Regions from separate parts of the Podarcis muralis genome. Here region 2 is linked to region 1. Evidence: chromatin contacts called from public Hi-C data. All regions are on one chromosome and are shown on one strand. Each heading gives the region's core, a stretch centred on a gene start, on an enhancer-like site or on the middle of the called end of the contact. The rest is flanking DNA. Distances are from core to core; before and after follow the strand shown. Region 1 holds the start of IFT70B (intraflagellar transport 70B). Region 2 holds the start of HNRNPA3 (heterogeneous nuclear ribonucleoprotein A3).

What was found. A called contact is a pair of places that touch in the nucleus more often than the background predicts.
Region 2: a contact with region 1 is called in a Hi-C map of tail, with 2.7 times the contacts expected there. The contact joins the promoter of HNRNPA3 here to the promoter of IFT70B in region 1. A contact is called at or near these places in 2 of 3 Hi-C or Micro-C datasets (blood and tail).

What each region holds. Positions count from the first base shown.
Region 1 is chr1:113,865,179-113,871,642 of rPodMur119.hap1.1, forward strand. IFT70B (intraflagellar transport 70B) reads left to right here and starts at 2,895. Exons shown (of 1, transcript XM_028748635.2): 1 at 2,895-5,416. The coding sequence starts at 2,985. The coding sequence ends at 4,991.
Region 2 is chr1:114,051,142-114,057,605 of rPodMur119.hap1.1, forward strand. It overlaps HNRNPA3 (heterogeneous nuclear ribonucleoprotein A3), which reads right to left and starts at 3,945. Exons shown (of 15, transcript XR_013390308.1): 1 at 3,734-3,945.

The DNA of each region.
Region 1 (6,464 bases), core at 1,645-4,144:
TCCTAGGCTGTTCACAAACGCTCTTGAGCAACTTGAGTAAAATCCCATGAAGGGTTAATTCTGTGGCTTTTTATAACACTGCATTACGTTTATTGCTTAACCAAATTACAGCATTAATTAAAAGACACTACTAAAAGTGCTGCCTACCAGCTTCTGTTCCCTAAGGGCCTATCAAAAGTGAATGAAGTTGGACAGTGAAAATTAGAGGAAATGGCCATGCCAACTCTGGTTTGTGATTTGTGTTTTCATTTCATTTGAAAATGACCATCTGTCTATGCAGAATGCTTTCTTCAGCCTGCAGATCAGGAAGAGTACTGCATGGAAACAACTCGCAATGCTGACTCTAATGTCTAAAATGTTAAAACAAAAGTAAGTGTTGCCATTTGTGATCACAGCTATGTGGTTTTCCTCATGGGATAAGGTGCAGTCCTCTACATATTTATGTAAAAGTCACATACATACCTAAGTGCACACATGAATGCACCTCTTTATGTGTGTTTTGTACCAAAAATAATGCTTAATTGCATGGTGTCAATTTCCAAACCTTTAACCTTAAAAACAACTAAAGAGTGGCTTTTTAAAAAAAGAAATAGTAATAAAGGTTTCAAAGCAAAGGTTTGAAAGGGGCTTGAGATTCAAATCTGAAGTGTAAAACTATATCCAGACAGCATAACACATATGAACAGTATAGTAAATGTGATGTGATGCTCAAGGAACACGTATTAATATTTTATTGACTTCAGCTATTGGGCTGAGAAGCATAATGTTCCATGAAGCAAAACAAGGATGATATGGAAGTATTACCGGTAGGTTCCCCAAAAGGCTGTTTATTGTTGCATGGACTTCTTATAACTGTGTGTGTGCCTAAAAGACTAAGAAACTAAGCCATGGTAGTCCTCCAGGGGATAAGGAGCATATTATTGCTAAACAAAGTAGTGGCATATTGGTACAATAACCAGATAGTAAAACTTGTTTGGATAAACATTTTGAAAAGGTAAAAGATTAGTGGACTCTAAGGGAAGATCCTTTGCTTATCAGCCCTTTCAAAATTTTACATTCCTGCATTGCAGGGGGTTGGACTAGACGACCCTCGAGGCCCCTTCCAACTCTACAATTTATTATTCTACTCATGCTTTAGTTCCCTCCCGATCTCTTCTCTCCCTGCCCCTTTTACCTCACACTACTATCTCAATGGGTGATCAGTTACAAAGGAAGAACAAGCCCCTGTACTTTTAGCTGTTGTGTTAGAGGGAATGTGAATAGGCACAACTTCTGTCACTCATATAGAACTGTAGAACTACAGTAAGTAACACACACACTGGTTTAAACATTGATTTCAGATCTTCAATATCTCTTGAGGTAGTAAAAAGCAGGATGCATTTGCACAGAAGGAAGTGAACACAAGACACCTGGATTCAGTTTAATAGTTGGGGAATGAAAGAGATGGTGGTAATTTGATGAGATTTCTCTCTGTCATCTGGAGGTATGGGGTATCTTTTGCTAGAAGCCAGCAAAAGTGACCAGATGCGCAGGCAATGGGTGTTTGTGAGCAAATTAGGAGTTTAAAACAGTAGAACGTTGGTTTGTAATATAAAAGGATGGATGAAGCTCATTTCACCAGCGAAAATAAAGTAGGTGACCGTTTCTAAAAGCTTCACTGGAGAGCTGTTAATGAGCAGCTATCTGCCAGCTCTGGTCCCCATCTGAAATGGGGCGTTGCTAACATGGGGGGTAAAGGACATGGGTGGCGCTGTGGGTTAAACCACAGAGCCTAGGACTTGCTGATCAGAAGGTCTGCGGCTCAAATCCCCGTGATGGGGTGAGCTCCCATTGTTCGGTCCCTGCTCCTGCCAACCTAGCAGTTCGAAAGCATGTCAAAGTGCAAGTAGATAAATAAGTACCGCTCTGGTGGGAAGGTAAACGGCGTTTCCGTGCGCTGCTCTGGTTCGCTAGAAGTGGCTTAGTCATGCTGGCCACATGACCCAGAAGCTGTACGCTGGCTCCCTTGGCCAATAAAGCGAGATGAGTGCCGCAACCCTGGTCGGCCACGACCGGACCTAATGGTCAGGGGTCCCTTTACCTTTAACATATGGGGGGTGGTTGTGACACCCATCTCAACATGCGACATGGATGGCAATTAACACTGGACTACACTGCAGGGTTGGTCACGACTGGACCTAATGGTCAGGGGTCCCTTTACCTTTACACTGCAGGGTGCTTGTAAGCCTCTCACGGAGCCCCAGCATTCCCGCCCAGCCATTCTGCGGGATATTAAGAGCAGCTTACATTAGAGGTTTCTCATAAGCCACAGTCTCTCAGCCGACCCACCCAATTATACGCCAGTTTTATTTCCAGCTGCCCCTTTTAGCGCTCAAAGGACGGGCAGTCATGGCGTAAATAACTACTGTACAAGCACGCAGACAATCCAACAGGCAAACGAAGGAACTGCCCGACCCTTAAAGCTAAGCCTTCCCACCGAGCCCTGTTCTCCTTTGCATCAAACTCAAAAAGCCCCACAGCTGCAATGCTCAAGCCCGCCCGCCACAGAGCCAACATGCAAAACAGCAGGGCGGGCAGGCGAGTCCCGCTATTCCAACGTCACGTGACCCAGAAAAGCGCCCCCTCTTTCCCAACGCCTCTCCGGAAAGGAACTACATATCCCAGAATGCTCGTCACTTACGATTCTGGGAGATGAAGTCCACGCTCCTCGCAATTTACGTCACGCCCTCCCCCCTTTTTAGCAAATTTTGTTTGTTTGTTTCAAAACATATCGCCTGACGTCGCTGAGGCGGGAAATTAAGAACAATTGAGAACAAAAATGTGAATACCCGAGGGCGCAAGGGAAGGCCGCTTCTTCCTGGAGGTACTGACTCCTCGAGAGCCGTTGCCACAGAAACCGACGCCCGTTGGCCGACGCGCTTCCGCTTCCGGCAGCGGCGCGTTGCCTAGGTAACGCTTCCCTGCGTGCGGCCTGTTCGAGAGGGATGGCCTCGGTGGTGGCTCCCATAGCGGACGGGGAGTTCACGGCGGCGATTTACGGCCTGATCCGAGCCGGGCGCTTCTCGGAGGCGGTGGGGATCCTCAGCAGCGAGCTTCAGAGGAGCTGCCGCTCCCGGGCAGGGCTTTCCCTGCTGGGCTACTGCTACTACCAGCTGCAGGACTTCGCGGCGGCGGCCGAGTGCTACGAGCAGCTCGGGGCGCTGCACCCGGAGCTGCACGAGTACCGGCTGTACCACGCGCAGGCGCTCTACAAGGCCGGCCTCTACGCCGAGTCCCTGCGCGCCACTCTCCCTCTGCTCGACGTGCCGGCCTTCCAGAGCCGGGCCTTGCGCCTCCAGGCGGCCACGCACTATGCCCAGGGCGACCTGTCCAGCGCCAAGGCCCTGGTGGAGCTGCAGCTGGCAGCCGCCACGGAAGGCAGCCCCGCGGCCGCCGAAGACCCCTCGGAGCTGCCCGACGCCGAGGTGAACATGGGCTGCCTGCTGTACCGGGAAGGGCAGCACGAGGAGGCTTGCAGCAAGTTCGCCTCCGCCATGCAGGTGCTGGGCTACTGCCCCGAGCTCTCCTACAACATGGCGCTGTGCTGCTACGCCGCCAAGCAGTACGCCCCGGCCCTGAAGCACATTGCAGATATCATCGAGCGCGGCATGCAGCAGCACCCGGAGCTGAGCGTGGGGACCAACACCGAGGGCCTGGACGTCCGCAGCGTGGGCAACACGCTGCTCCTGCACCGCACGGCCCTGGTCGAGGCCTTCAACCTCAAGGCGGCCATCGAGTACCAACTGTGCAACTTGCAGGCGGCGCAAGAGGCGCTCACGGACATGCCGCCCCGGGCCGAGGAGGAGCTGGACCCGGTCACCTTGCACAACCAAGCCCTGATGAACATGGACCGGCGACCCACTGAAGGCTTCGAGAAGCTGCAGTTCCTTCTGCAGCAGAACCCCTGCCCGCCCGAGACTTTTGGGAACCTGCTCCTTCTCTACTGCAAGTATCAGTACTATGACCTGGCTGCGGATGTGCTGGCCGAGAACGCTCACCTGACCTATAAGCTTCTCACACCCTATCTGTACAACTTCTTGGATGCCATGATCACTTGCCAAACTGCCCCTGAGGAGGCGTTCCATAAGCTTGATGAGTTGGCGGGGGCCCTGACCGAGCAGCTGAGAAAGCTGACCAAGGAGGTGCAGGAATCGAGGAAAAATCGTGATGATGAAGCTCTAAGGAAAGCAGTTAATGAATATGACGAGACACTGGAGAGGTATGTCCCTGTCTTTATGGCTCAAGCCAAGATTTATTGGGACATGGAAAACTATCCCATGCTGGAGAAGATGTTCCACAAGTCAGTGGACTTCTGCAAAGATCATGAAGTGTGGAAACTTAATGTGGCTCATGTATTGTTCATGCAAGAAAACAAATACAAAGAGGCCATTGGTTTCTATGAGCCTATTGTAAAGAAGCACTATGATAACATCCTTCAGGTCAGTGCCATTGTGCTGGCTAACCTGTGTGTTTCCTACATCATGACTAGTCAAAATGAAGAGGCAGAGGAGCTGATGAGGAAGATTGAAAAGGAAGAAGAGCAGCTCTCTTACCATGAGCCCGATAAAAAGATCTATCACCTCTGCATTGTCAACCTAGTCATTGGGACACTTTACTGTGCCAAAGGGAACTTTGACTTTGGCATCTCAAGGGTAATTAAGAGTTTGGAGCCTTACAATAAAAAGCTGGGTACAGACACTTGGTATTATGCCAAAAGGTGTTTCCTGTCATTGTTGGAAAATATGTGCAAGCATGTGATCATGGTACGTGACAGTGTCATTCAAGAATGTGTCCAGTTCCTCGAGCACTGTGAAGTGTATGGCCGAAATATCCCAGCTGTTATTGAACAACCTCTTGAGGAAGAGAAAATGCACACAGGGAAGAACACTGTTACCTATGAAGCTAGGCAGCTGAGGGCACTGATGTATGAAGTTACCGGGTGGAATAAGTAACTGCTCTGACATTCCTATACAAAATGGCCAGGGAGCAGAAAATCAATGAGGTGCTGGGGCCATTCAAAATACTACATACATATATTTCATTTTCTTGTTTTTACGATTTAGTCTGTTGTAGTGTTTGAAATAGAAATGGGCTTTTTATATCAAATTAATACAAAACTGGTACGATCCTCAGAGGCTGTTTCTTCAATATTGTAGCATATTTATACCTATCAAACTCGGCAGGAAATATTGAACTAGCTTGACACTAGTTTGAACTAGAGTCTTAAAGAACCCTGAAATATTGGGCTCCACTTGTTCATTTTTTAATTACTATTTTTCCTTTTAAGACGTTGTATTACAGATATATATTTTAAGAATGTAACAAAAGTAAATTGAATGAGTTTTGCAAAATAAAGTAGAAAGTTGTGCTATCCAAATGTTGTCTTATTACTTTGGAATGAACAAGGGATGAGTTGGTAGGACCTAAGTTCGCATATTTTATCCAACAGACCAAATAGTTTGGCGGCCAGTTTTCTTCAGGGAAATAAATGACGAAGGTAAAAATTTAGTATACATATTATGTTTCTTCCTCACCATTTGTTGTCATGAGACCTTATGAATCCCAGTACAGGAAGCTAGAATGCAGCAACACAAGATCCTCCATTATCTAGAAACTTTACAAGGGGGACCAATTCTTGGAACAAGCAGTCTGTGTGGAAGGGGCCCTAGGTAACTGGATATGTGGTGGAGAAGATGGAACCTGGGGGTTTCATGCTATAGTTTGCTGTGCTGGGAAACTGTTGTGGCCTCTGCAGGCTGGGCCCTAGTTGCTGATGCCTTGCCTGTACAGTTGTCTCTCTACCCAGGCTGACCTGATGATGCTACTTGTTTGTTATTGATGGCTTCTGCAGTGCAATGTGTGTTGTCCAGTGCCTTAGCTTTCCTCACTTGCCTCTTAGAAACAGCCACCTAGTGGTACAATGTCACTACTGCTGACCACCCTTTTTCAGACAGGGAGTTTCAAGCAGGTGTGGAAGACCTTTGGCCTTCCAGATGTTGCATCAACCCCAGTAACTATGGCCAGGGATGATGGGAGTTGTAAGTTCAGCAACATCTGTAGAACCAAAGCACAGAATGACCAAATATTCCCCACATGTGAGTTTAAAGCCTTAGCTATGTTTTTGTCTCAGGATCTGTGTATAATTTAGGCCATGGTCATTGGCAGGGTGTTGGGATATTGAAATGGCATGGTGTGGGAGCAGTGTTGTTGCATGAAAACTCCTATTGTGATCCCCAGTTTTGAAGTGGATAAATTGTATGCTTGTGCATTTGTGAGAGGCCTCAGGTATGCAGCAGAGGTTATCCTATTTCCTCACCATGCCATTTTGGCACTGGCCCCCAGTTAATACAAGAAAAGGCCTCAGATTCATAAATGTGATGCGCCACTGAACAATGGCAGGTTCTGGCAGAGAAGTGAACATGTGG
Region 2 (6,464 bases), core at 2,695-5,194, 190 kb after region 1:
ATTGTGGAAGCCATTTCAATAGCAAGCCAATCAGACACTGTTCAGATGTGTTTAAACATGCTTTAGAGTACCTGAGATTAGTTTAAAGGCAGGTCTCTGTGCTTCAACCCCTATAGTCCACTGACTGAAGGCCTGGTGGAGGAGCGGGAAGGAATCAAGAGCCCAGTCTCCCTTTAACAGCCAGCCAGCGCCCTTTCTCTCACCCCTATGCCAGTGCCTCGGCTCTTCCGCCTCTCCCCCTCATTGTGCTGTCTGAGTCCACCAAACCTGCCTCTCCATACAAGGCTTACGTCACAGCTACTTTGCCTTCAAACCTGGCGCCTCTCGTTCCTGCGAGACATCCGGGTCCTTGAAGCAGAGGCGGCCTTTTTTACTAGGCCAGCGGCTTAAAGAAAGGGGTGGGAGGGATTGACGTCCTTGTTGCCCTGCTTACAGCTGGGGTATCACTGAACCCACAGTTCTGATCCTTGATATAGATTCAGATATCTATCTCACAGCGATGGCCATGTTGTTGCCTAGATGCGCCATTTCCTGCTTCTCACAGAGAAGCAATAATTTAAAAATCCCTCGGCAGGATAAAGGTGCCCATAACAACTCAACAGAGAAGCCCCCAGTTTCGGGCACTAGCATGTGCATTGCCTTACAGAGTGCCAGCAAACAGAGGCACTGCTTATCTTTCTAGCCTCATGTCCTATTTCCTGTGAAACACTACATTTAAATAATTAGCCCTGCCAATGCAATTCTCCCCATAATTCAGGTTGGAGAGGGGCTGGCTGGGAGTGTGATTTAGGACAGCCCTCCAGTGTTTCACTCCTCATAATTGCAGGCTGCATTGTTTTCAACAACCCTGCAGTGTGGTCTGGTGGTGTTGCAAAACAGGGTGGTGGATACAGCCCAAGTTGGACAGAAGTGGCTTACAACAAGCCTGCAATGTAGTTCATTGCAATTATGCTACTATTGCAAGTTGCGGGGCTGTGTTAGGTCAAATCTAGCAATTATGTCCTCCATTTATTTGTATGCAGAGGGGGTGTAGTTTTGATCAAAAATATCAGCCCCCACCTGTTATGCTGAGCAGGGACATTTATCCTTCTAAATTTTGCTTTTTTGCAGGGGATAGCTGTTGCCAAACCAGTTACATATAAATAACGGAAGAAAGAAATGGCCAATTAAAGCAAGAAATTCAAGAGGCCTTCTCTGAATCCTTTTATAACTCAAGACAGACAGTAGCTTCTACTGAAGGGGTTCAACACCTCACACTTGGGGTCCGTTCCAACTCTACAATTCTATGACCCAGGTCCCTAACACTCAGCTTAGATAAGCAAAGCTATAGAGAGAATGCAAACCCTGAAACAGTGCAAAAAAGCAAGCCCCAATACACCCTGCATAGCTCATTTCAGCAAGAAGGCCAAGGAGAACATTAGTATCATGAACAGCATATAGTTCTTGTTACAGGTACAATACAAAGCCCTTTTCCTGCTACGGGTAAACAGGATTAGGCAAGACTGCTAAGTCACATAAATAATACTTAGATGTTTCAGAAGGTTATTTATAATTTTCATGTACAAAACAGCAAGTGTTATACCATCAAGTGCACGCATCCCCAACCTGCGGCCCTCCAGATGTTTTGGCCTACAACTCCCATGATTCCTAGCTAACAGGACCAGTGGTCAGGGATGATGGGAATTGTAGTCCAAAATATCTGGAGGACCAAAGGTTGGGGATGCCTGATCAAGTGTTTCTGAAGCTTAATAGAATAACAGATAAAATCTGTATGTCAGCTAGAAATTTTAAAAAACAAAAACCAGAATGCAATGTAGAGCACAACATTGTTATAGTTTTTTTGAAGCAACATGTGTTTGACATTTCAAGTCTACATGTGCACAGGTTTTAATCATGGATAGTTGTCTCCAGACTTGCAAAATATTATTTGGCATGTCATCATACAAAAATACTTGTTATACTTTAGTTCAGCATTGGTTTGAGGAGGACTTTCATTGAAGCTACACAATCAGGTTCAGTTTTAATTAAATCTAATTTAAGATTTCAAGGTCTGGAAAGTCTTCTCAGATCCAATCTTAAAAAGATATTTTATTCACATCCTTATGTTGATTTTTTGGCTACAGAATGGATATAATAAAAATTAAATTGGAACCTTATGGAGCTTTCTCGCAAGTAATTCTATCAAAAGCATAGGATAGAATGAATTTATAAAGGGGACTCATCTACAAAACTGTAATCACTCAATGGGGTGTTGAATCCATTACTTTCTTTCAGAATTCAGCTGCCAGGCTTTTGACCATGCTGCCAGAGAAAGATAATTAGCTAGATAATGTTATTAAAGAGGCATTTGAAGGCCTGGTTGTTTGCATGAACCAGAAAACTCCAGTCACTGGCTTTAGTGACAGCCACCAAAATACTCAGCAAGACAGACAGAATTAGGAACAGCTACAATTCAAAATCAACTCAAACCACCAGTTATTCAGAACTATTGGGGGGGGGGGGAGAGAGAACGTGTTTTCATATCAAGCACCATTGGGCCACGTGGACAAGTGCAAGATATCCCATAATATTATTAGAACTGAAAGCACCCGAATAATTGATTTATGGGAGGCAGTTAGTCTTAGCTGTTCTGCTGCTGTGGAGGAGGAACTGGGTGCTTTTTTTTGTTAACTATTTTATTTTCATTAAAAAAAAAACCACACAGGTTATGTAGCTAAAAGCTATAGCAAATTCTAATACATTTTTTTTTTGGGGGGGGGGTTGTCCTCAGCCAGGTTCTCAGGATGTGTTTCGTCGTCGCGCTCAAGTCAGTGGGATTTTACTCGAAAGGTTATCCTTTTAAACTTTAAAAAGGCGAAAGCTGCACAAGTGGCTCGGGAAGTCGAATGAGAACCGGCGAGACCATCGAGTGATAGGCACTTGGATCAAGTCACGGGTTGTAATTTGCATATATATATATATTCAAGCCTAAGACAGAGTTGAAGGAAGGATTTTGGTTTGGGTTCAACTTAGGAAAGGGCCTCCTGCGACTACTCTCGCTCAAACTCGAGCCTCTTTCTCCACAGGGTTACAATGGCGCCCAACAGAAGCCTCTCCCGCCCAACTGCCGCCGCCGCCGCCCTCTCGCGCCATTTCGGATAATTAGCTGTTTGCAGCTGGATAAAGCAAGAACCGAGGTGGTTGGAAGGGGGGTGGGGTGGATGGGGAGAAGGCCAGGAGCCGAGCCAGCCAATCACTCTCCCTCCCGCGAGCCCCTCATGCGCCGCGCCACGCGCCCGCTCCCTCTGCAACCCCCACCCCACCCACTCTCACGCCCGCTCCGCAACCGCCGTTGCAGGACCCTCTCCCTGCCTGCCTGCCTTCCCGCGCGGCGGCGGCGCCGACAAACGTTACCTCCATTTTGTGACTGGATTTAGCCTCCTTCAGCCTCAATATGGAGCCGAGAGGAAGAGGGTGGGCGGGGCGGGTCAGAGGAAAAGCGGGGCACGTGAGAGGAAGGCGGGCTCGCGGGGGAGGGAGGGAGAACAGCAAATAAACGGGCGTTTAGCGGGAGTAGGAGGGGAGGCGGGCGCGCGTGCACGAGCGCGGAGCGTTTAATGAGGGCGCTCGAGACGCGGGTGGGGGGGGGCGAAAGCCGTGTTTCGTGCTCGTGCCTGACCACGAGTGAAGGCCGATTCCGGGTTGTGGGTGGGAGGGAAGGTCCCTCACCAGCCCTATCATCACCACCACCCACCTTCCCTTTGCCTCAGCCCAGTCCTCCCCAACGGCGCCGCCGCGGCCAAGACAAAGAGCGCGCTGGCACGCGGGACGGGATCGCGCGCGCGGCGACGGCCAGTGAAAAACGGAGGGCTGACGTGTGTGGGGGAGGGGGAATGACAGCTGACGTGGCTGCGATGGAAAGCGCGCGTAGGCAGGCAGGGGTGTGCGCGCGCGCACCCGCATAGCCTCTCTTGCCTCTTTACCTCAGGGACGCAGGAGCCTCACGGTGGGGGCGCCAGTTGTTGTTGAACTCGCCCATTCCCGCCAGATTTGGGCCAGCGGCCAGGGATGATGGGAGTTGTAGTTCAACGACGTCTGAAGCGGCGACGGGGACGCTGCATTAAGGCCACCCACTTCGAATATATAATTGATCTGTAGAAAGGTCTGAAAATAGAGGCGATGGATGCGCTTTTGTAACACACAAAAAACCCACACACCTTTATTAATACAATCTAAAAGAGAGGAGGAAGGTTGCTCAACCGAGTTGGAGCTGCCGCTTCGTGCGGCCCTGACGGCTCCCCACAAATAACAGCATAATATAATGGTTGTAGTTGTTTAGTCGTGTCCGACTCGTCGTGACCCCATGGGCCAGAGCACGCCAGGCACTCCTGTCTTCCACTGCCTCCCGCAGTTTGGTCAAACTCATGTTAGTAGCTTCGAGAACACTATAATAATATAATAAGCGCAGCTGAGCAAGAGGCCGCCGCCTCCAATTCCCCCCCGCGCTGCTCTGGGCTGCGTTGGAGACCCAGCCATGGCGCTTCCCAGAGTAACTATTCGAATCAGCGGCAGCTGTTTACTTTAAGTGTTTTGCAGCCGCTAACTTGCCTGTTTTTCGTGGGCACACGAGTAGCCGCATCTGCTTTGTTGCGCCGCTTTTGCCCCGGAGTTGTCTTGAGGAGAAGGCAGGCGGTTGCAGCGCGGAGGAGGGTCTCCCACCACCCAAGAGATGCTACCATCTCCTTGGGGTGCTTCAGCTGGCCGGGGCCCTCCTGAGTCGCTGGGCCTGGCAGGTTCCTCTGCAATGCTGTCTGGACTAGAAACCTGTAAACTTTATACCAAAAAACACAATTTCGAGGTGTACAAAATCATGGGCGTAGCTGTGGGGGTGCAGCTGCCTCCCCTAAATCAATACAAATCTGAGGTTCTGTCTCCCCTTAACAATAGCCTGCCCCCCGCAAACAAAAACCCTGGCTATGCCCATGTACAAAATTACATGGCGTTAAAATGTATCATCCAATTCATATTCTCTCGAAATAGATAATTTCCCCCCCATCTCCATGCTTAATACTTTGTAGCTTTGATCTAATTCTCCTAAGGGTTGTTAGAGTGGAGAGGTAGGAACACAAATACTTCAAATCCCATAGCTAAATAAGCATGCTTGTCCCAAAGGTCTTGTGACACCCAGGGCTGTCTTAAGCATATGCAGTGCCGGGGTGCAAAGATCTGCCTGGTGCGCCCCCATCCTGGTTGCCCAGTCCCAGGCATGCAGGAGGGTGGAGCTGGCCAGCCGCCTTAGCATCAGCCGCCCGCAGCAGGAGAGCCCAACTGACAGGCGGGCTCTTCCCCAGACTCAACTCTCAGGCCCCTGACTCTCGGCCTGGCGACCCTGAGAGCCCGGCGCCCGGGTGCCCCACATCCCTACTACCTATGGGTAAGACGGCCCTGGTGACACCTTGTGAGTGGAACCTCCATCTAAACCTACATTGGCTTTCATGCACATTAACAATTCCATTTGAATTCTCATCTGTATTGACATGGCAAAAATGGCAAAAGCAAAAAAAGGGGCTCAAATGTGTTTCATCTAGCCCAATTTAACTTATTTTTATGTGGTGAACCACCCTGTGATCTTCAGATAAAGGACAGTATGCAAATATGATAATTTAAAAAAATGATTTGGGTGGAGCTTCCTTCTTTGCAAAAACAACAGCCTTTTGCGCACAAACTTTCATTAGCAGCAATCTGTATTGAACTGGATGTGGATCAAGAAATTGAAGTTGAATCCAACCAAGATAGAAGCTCTGTGCTTCGAGGGTTACCATGTCTGGGATTTGGTCAGACAACATGTTTTGGATGGTATTGCACTTACTGAAGAGCAAGGGTGTGGTTTGGGAGTTCAATCTAGAGCTATCATTGTCACTTGAAGCTAAGGCGACCTCAACAGCTGCTTAGGTTGGTCCATCAGCTACAGCTTTTTCTGGGCAGGAATAGCCTGACTACAGTTATCCAAACCCTAATAACCTCCAGGATGGACTTTTATAATACACTTTATATGGGTCTTCCAACTCTTGAAGGCTCTCCAGAATTTGCAACTAATGCAGAATGCGGTGGCGAGAATATTGATATGAGTAGCGGGGTTGTTGTGTATATAACACCCATTCTCAGACAGAAGCAACTGGTTGCCAGCTATCTTCTGGGCCTAACTGAAGGACTTAAGTTGATATCTAAAGCTCTGAATGGACTGGATCCCAAATATCTGAGAAAACGCTTTCTCCTATATCCATCTGCCCACATACTAAAATCAGTGGAAGAGACTTTCCTAGTGATTCTTGTATTAATGGCTTGCCGAGTGCAGCGACCTGTGGAAGGTCTTTTTCAGTGGTGGTTTCGCATCTTTGGAATTACCTTCCCACAACTCTGTTCTTTCATATGCCTGTTGAAAACCTACCTTTTCCACCAGGTTTTTAGTGGCTAATGGGTTAAGC